Linked DNA regions of Anser cygnoides: region 2 is linked to region 1. The links are chromatin contacts, called in public Hi-C maps. All regions are on one chromosome and are shown on one strand. Each heading gives the region's core, a stretch centred on a gene start, on an enhancer-like site or on the middle of the called end of the contact. The rest is flanking DNA. Distances are from core to core; before and after follow the strand shown. Region 1 has its middle 16 kb from the start of FZD4. Region 2 overlaps ME3 (malic enzyme 3).

Region 1 (3,444 bases), core at 620-3,119:
GAGTCTGGATGAATAAAGTCTCCAGCATAAGCCTGTTTGAACAATTAGTGATGAAAACCATCATAAAAAGGACTGAATAAACCTCATAGCATAACACGTTTAAGGACTGGGAAGAAAGTCCATTCTCTGTACAACACCTCATTTATGTTTGGGGGGGGGGGGGGGGGTACTGGGATTTACAGAAAGTATTTGACACTTTTCACTTAGTTACAAAGTGGAACTAAAAAAAGGGACTGGGGAAATTAATTCTGACAAAGTCTACACAGAAAGGGAAAGCATTTGATATTCTGTATTAAGAATATTTATACACCATTGTAGAAGGCACACATGAAATTTAAACTGAAATATGGGGTACAACTCTGGTTGCTTGAGCTAAGGCAACACTAAATTTTCCTGGAGGATGTGCAGAGATTGTAAATGGAGACACCTGCGGAATATAAAAACACAGTTTTCTGACAGATTTTGTCTTATGAATCCACTTCTGCGGGCCGAACTACACCTCCAATTGCCGGCTCCTGGTGCGCTGCCAGGACAGCCCATGGGCCTGGTGGCACCCCCCTCGGAGGCCGGGTACAGCCGGGCATAGTTTACACCTCCCTCGTCTGGTTTTGTCAGGACTGTGTGATTTCTGCATGCTGACAAGAGAGGGACGATCTCAGAGCGCTGGGACAAAATGGCTTCTGTGGGCCAGCCGTGACACCTAGCGGCCACACACTCGAGGGCCTGGGCAGCAAGGAGCTGCGGCCCTTGGATACTGCCAAGCCGACCTTCGGCTCCTGCCAGGCATGGCAAAGGGCACAGGGTTTCTGTGGGAGCATCGGAAGATATTTCCAAAGTATCTCCATGTATTTATGGAAGATTTTGCTCTGCTCAGCTTCCTGTGGGATTTCCTTCTGAGGGATTCCATCTCCCCACCTTAGCCACGTGTTGAAAGCCACTCTTGTCTTTGTGCACGCAAGGCCCCATGGCCTTCATCTCACCGCTAAAAGGGCAAAAATTTTGTGCTCAGACTGTCTAAGCAAGCAGGCTTCCTTGGGGCATCCTGCCTGGCTCCTAGCTCCTGTGTTAGGGTGCCTCAGGTCCCTGCGGTCCACCTGCTGCTTTGCTTGGCAATGACTGCTGTGCTAGCCCTTCTGACGCAACTAAATCCAAGGTTTAGCAGATATGGTCAATAAATGCATCAGTGTTTGCTAGGTTTGCATCAGGCAAACAGTTCGTTTGTTTATCCTGGTGGATGGTTTGTTTTCTAGAGGCTTACCTCTATTATATTCATTTTACCAGCAACAAGATGGGCTGCTGGTCTTGCTTAGCATTCTAAAACACAATTTTTTTATATTCAAAACTTCTCTGGAGGGGGCAGTAGTAGAAATTCCTGCCGCTAACCTCATCCAAGCATTCAAAAACTAGGAAAAAAATAAGAAGAGACTGAGATGCAGCAGTGCTGAAAGGTGTAGCATCTAACTTTTAGTTCACAGGTGTCCAGACTGGGGTCTAAGCACCAGCTTTAGGTGCAGGTGTTGTGGAGAGCCTGCCCATGTCCCAGTGATGGTGGCTGTGAGAGCAGTGTTTAGAGAAAGGATGTACATCCCAAGAAATCAACACCGGTAGTCTACGCTCCTCCATCCACATGATCTACCACCCACTTTCCACTTCCGTGCAGCATAGTTCATGTCCAGAGCCTTCCTAATTCAGCCAAGAACCTGCCGTACTGAAGATGAGGAGCAAGTGCTGATGTAACAGAGGACAAGGAGATCTGAATGAGACACCAGAAAATCTGGGGAGTCCAAAACAGAGCAGGACTGCAAGTGAGCTGTGCAGGATACAGTCAGTGCTCTGTGAGCCCTAGGTAAATCATTTGCAGGCAATGGCAGTGTGATGAAGGAGCTGCAGGGGGAAAAGGACAAATTAGACCATAGGGAATGATTGACTACAGCTGAAGGTCACAAACCTTTGTAAATATGTGGCAGAATTTGAGTTAATGTGGTGAAACATTTACAAAGCCTGAGTAGGCATAGAAAGGAGGAGGGTGGCAAAACTGGGAGCAGTATAAAAGTTGAGAGTCATGCCTTAGCTGGAGATGAGCAGCCCCAGCAGATCCTCGACATCAAAGAGCAAAACCTAAGTTTCCGCCTTCAGAAGTGACTGATGGCTTTGGAAGTCCCAGTTGTGATGGTTTGTGGAAGTCTTCATGTCCCAGACTGTCACAGTCTTAACAATCTGTAAAGCACCTCCGTTCAGCTCTCCATGTAAGAGACCCTGCTAAGGAGGTGCATCAGAACTGTCTCCCCAGAGGCCCAGAAACTGTGTAAAGGAACAGCTGAAAAAAATGAATGAGCAAGAAATACAATCCGAACAGAGCACGAGGACAAGAGGAAGGAAAAGCAGCTTGCCTGGACTGGGCTACAAACTGTCAAAGAGGCACACTGAAAAGGCAAGCAAAAGAAAGAAGCAGTGTCTTGGGATCAGCCCAAACCTCCCTGCAGCCCTGTAGGTCTCCATCTGGGGGGAAGGAGCTGGAGAAGCTCCTCAGAAGGTGTGAGAGAGCAGCACTGAGGCATAATTCACACCACTGCACCACTGAGAGCAAAATGCAAATAAAGTAAGCTGGTTGTGAGCAGCTTGCTGAAATACACCACGTGCAGTTGACATGACAGACCCCTTAACAAAGCTGCTTTATTTGCCTGGAGCTAGACAAAGTCTGCATTTATGCCACTGCAATGGAACAGTAGACAAACAGTTGTCAGCTATCATTGGTCCCAGTGTATTCTGGTTTTAGAGTTGAGCATGCGTTGTGCTTTGTCTGACGAGGTGACCTTTGGTGGGCCTGGGCAGTGTGTTAGCAGCACTGGTCTCCAACGGGTTCAGTCCTTAGACTTGCACTAGGAGGAAACCATTCCTTAGCACCATATCTGCCCTGGATCAAGAGATGCCAGAAATTCCTGTTCTTCAAATACCATTTTCTTTTAGCTGTGTATGGAGGAATAAAACCTTCCCTTGAAGATTTTTGTGATCACTTTTAAGACTTGAAAAGTATACTTTGCATACTAGAACTTACATTAATATATTTTTACTTCTAATTAGTGTGTTGTATTTGTCACTTCAAAGTGGCAAGAGAACAAGGTCCCAAAGGGTGTCTGGAGCTGAATGCCATCAAACAGAATGGAGAAAACGAAGAGGCAGACAGGGTGACATCTCAGAGTAGCTGCTCTCTGCTTGCAGACTCCACTCACATGCCCTGAAACCATGAGCATAAGCTGAAATCAGGTGAAATTCCAGGCATTCATACTTTGCTTTGACAAATTCTTTCCTCCTTATGAATGGCCAGATTTGTGCCTTGGGATAATGCTGTCCTTTCACTCCTGAGGGACAACCTCTTCAGTTTTTTCAACAGAGAGTAGTGCTAATGCAGAGAAGAGATCTCCTCTCCAATGACTTCTGAGACAC
Region 2 (3,444 bases), core at 307-2,806, 190 kb before region 1:
CCAGGCATGTCATCCCATATTATTCCACTAGGCACACATTTCTCTTTCCATCAGACAACAAATATTAATGGCATATTGACAGCACAGAAGACAGGCTTGATGTGTAGGATGCTTTCTCAGTGCCAACCTCTCTGCCCACAGCCCATCTTTTCAAGGAGCACATGAAGCGCCCATAAAGCTCAACATGAAGCTCAACATCCTAGACTGCATGGGAAATCCCTGCTTTTAAAGGACAATTTGGTCCTTCCCAGGCAGAAACCTGAGCGTGTCCTGCTCCCATGTGTGCGGGGGCTGATGTTCAGAGGAGCAGCACCATCCTGCGCCGGACACAGCTGTGACGAACAGCACCAGTAAATGCATTCTGCAGTCGGGGAAGATTATGAAAGGTCTTAGACCTTAATTAATAGGATTTCTGCTATCCTGATGCCAGATTAGACAGCAGGATAGAAGGAAACATTTTCAGAAGTGTCTAAAGAGCTTAAATCCTAATGAAAACCTCACCCATAACTAACCAACCGATTTGTATCTCGACGAAGAGCTGGCAGTGAAATATTCAAGACTGGTAATTACTGAACTACATCTACTCAAGCAAACAGAGAAATGCTTGAAAAAATCCTAAGGAGCAGCTTTATGAGTACATAGCTGTTAAACTGCTGTTTTCTTCCATGGCTCGAGCGCTAATCTATGACAAATAGCTGTTATTAATGCCGCACAAGGAAAACCGAGGACATATCTGGATGAACTTGTTTTTGGCAGCCTTCCATCGCCTCCCGTTGCTTGTTCCTGTCCCTGTGCCACCCCAACACTTGTGCCAGCACAAGCATTTGTGCGGTCACATGGTTAACGAGGGAGAGGAAGTACCTGGATTAAAAATAACCAGGTCATTTGAGCTCAGAGCAGCTCCCCTGGCTGCTACACACCGCTTTATGGCTCTGCACACCCCCAGGAGACATCCAGCCATGGGAATGGGCTGCTGGAAGAGCCATTTGCTTGTACGTGGGGTGGCTGCTGCTGAAAATGTTTGGCACACCATCAGCAGAGATAAAGCGATGTCAAGTAACCTGGAAAAGAGCACGCAGTGATGGAGGCAAGGACTAGAACTGATTCTCCTGCTTGCCAGACCCATGCCTTGTACATAACGTGACACTTCTTCTATTACTAAATAGTGTAGTAGCACCAATTAGGAAAAGTCTTCATATATTTCAGAAAAGACATCCATCCTCCAGGTAATCTAAGAAAAAAAGTTCTTTATCCCACAAGCATTTTCTTACTTTTTTTTTTTTTTTTTCCATATCAGGACAGAACCACGTACTTTCCAAACCTTTGATGCAAGAACACAGGAGACAGAACTCGTTCCTCCTGTAGTCAGCAGACTGCTGGGAGGCAGGAGGTCAGGAGTTTTCTGTCAAACCCAGGAATGGCACCGTGATCTCTGTCGTTGATGGATGTTGTACCAGGACATGGCTGGTTCCGTTGAAGTGCCTGACATTTTTGACCCAAATTTCCTTCCTGGACCTGAGAAGCCTTTCCCCAAAAGAGTTTCCCAGCAGAATTGCTGCATTCCCACAAGATAAAGCTGGAGTTTTTGTGAGTCATCATTTTTTCAACTTAAAGAAAAACATTCTCATCAGAAAACTTGCAACCATCTGTATTCTCCAGAACAGGGACTGCTGAAATACTAGGCTAAGATCAACACTGGACATCAGCTCTAAGGCACTGTTTGGCTACGAACTGACACTACTGTATCAAAGCAGGGAAAACAGAGCTACTGCGAATGTCAAAGTTTATCTGCAATGAAAGGCAAAAAAAGATACAATCACAGTTTTGAGCCATTTACTTCCTGCAACCTTTGAACAGGGAGGATAGATAAGGGGAGACAAATATTTGGCACTGAATACTCCACTTGCTTGTCTAGAGAGTTACATCACAGGCTGGCTGATCCGGGTCACAGCCTGGCCCTCGCTCATCCCCTGCAACAGAAACAAAGCTCGGCAAACACGCAAACACGTGGTGGTCACTAGAAGAGAAAGGGATAGGAAAGGCAGAAAGATGACATCCTAAGTATTTCTGCCCCCAACCACTAAAAACCATCTTGAAGTATTTTTTTCAATAGGCAAAAAAGGCCTTTCAGTTGTTTTCCACCAATTAAAATAGTGGTTTTAGTATTTCATCAAATGATCCCACACCTAATACAGTTCTTTTTCTGATTAAGCCCAGCACATTTCTACGCACAATATTGCTGTGATGCCTTACAGAAGCAGCAGTCTGCACACCCACCAGTGCCTTTTTTTTTTTTTTTTTGAATTCTTTTGCAATTTCTTGTGCCCTGCCCGAATGTCTCCTACATCATCGTCATCACCATCAGCGTAGCCAGGAGCATCCAGCTACTCTTTACCCAGGAGCAGCATGAAGTTGTAACCAATTTACAACTGCTGTGAAGGTGAAGCACTTGTGTTTGGGCACTTGGCACTCCAATCCTGTTGCGGCTTTTTTATCTTTTTTGGGGGAACTCACAAGGACGCTGCTCCAGTTCCAGGTTTGGCTGCTGTGATCCACCACCTCCCTGATTTGTTGCTTTTCTGAAAAGTGAAAGGGCTGAAAAGCAGCATGTTGGGTCACCTCTTGAAATCATATTGGGAATTAATATAATAACTAATATTAAACAGGTTCAAAAGGGAGTGTGGGGTTCTAGAATGGTTTGTCTCCGTAAGTTGGACTGGGATGGATGTTCATGAATGTCACAGACAAGACTCTGCTGACTGCTTAAATTCTGGCAAGTTTTTATGTTTGCACAGTGCCAGGACTCTGGTCTTCAATGCCAATGCATAAATTTCAAGACAAGGAAACTCACAGAATCATAGAATAGAATCATAGAATCACTAAGGTTGGAAAAGGCCTCCAAGATCACCTGGTCCAACCATCCCCCTACCACCAATGTCACCCACTAAACCATGTCCCTAAGCACCAGGTCCAACTTTTCTTTGAACACCCCCAGGGACGGTGACACCACCACCTCCCTGAGCAACCCGTTCCAATGCCTGGCTGCTCTTTCAGTGAAGAAATGTCTCCTCATTTCCAACCTGAACCTCCCCTGGCATGACTTCAGGCCATTCCCTCTAGTCCTATCACTGGTTATGTGAAAGAAGAGGCCAACCCCCAACTCCCCACACCTTCCTTTCATGCACTGAGCTTGAACGTTAGGCATTCTGGGGACCTACGTGCATGGATGTAAATTTTCGGATTGTGAGAGCAGATTAAACTGTTCATTTAAACAGCCACAGCTGAGCTGTTGATAGCCCAAGGGTAAGCACAGTCACTAATGCCTGACATCTCCAGCTCACTGCACTTTCGCACTTACCGCATCCTAATGAGCTATACCAGTATAAGCAGTTTCATACTGGAGCAGTTGCAATCATGTGTGATGAGAAGCTGCTGCCTCCACAA

The links. A called contact is a pair of places that touch in the nucleus more often than the background predicts.
Region 2: a Hi-C map of liver shows a contact between it and region 1, with 3 times the contacts expected there. The contact joins two enhancer-like sites. A contact is called at or near these places in 2 of 7 Hi-C or Micro-C datasets (both in liver).

Annotation. Positions count from the first base shown.
Region 1 is chr1:203,977,351-203,980,794 of Taihu_goose_T2T_genome, reverse strand. No RefSeq gene overlaps it. Among named protein-coding and RNA genes, the nearest start is that of FZD4, 16 kb to the right of the region's middle. Within about 2 kb of position 1,869, at least 3 of the 3 cell types and tissues checked have open chromatin away from gene starts, as enhancers often do. A contact at or near this core is called in liver, where this site is marked.
Region 2 is chr1:204,166,968-204,170,411 of Taihu_goose_T2T_genome, reverse strand. The region is part of intron 1 of ME3 (malic enzyme 3); the gene reads right to left. Among named protein-coding and RNA genes, the nearest start is that of ME3, 64 kb to the right of the region's middle. Within about 2 kb of position 1,556, at least 2 of the 3 cell types and tissues checked have open chromatin away from gene starts, as enhancers often do. A contact at or near this core is called in liver, where this site is marked.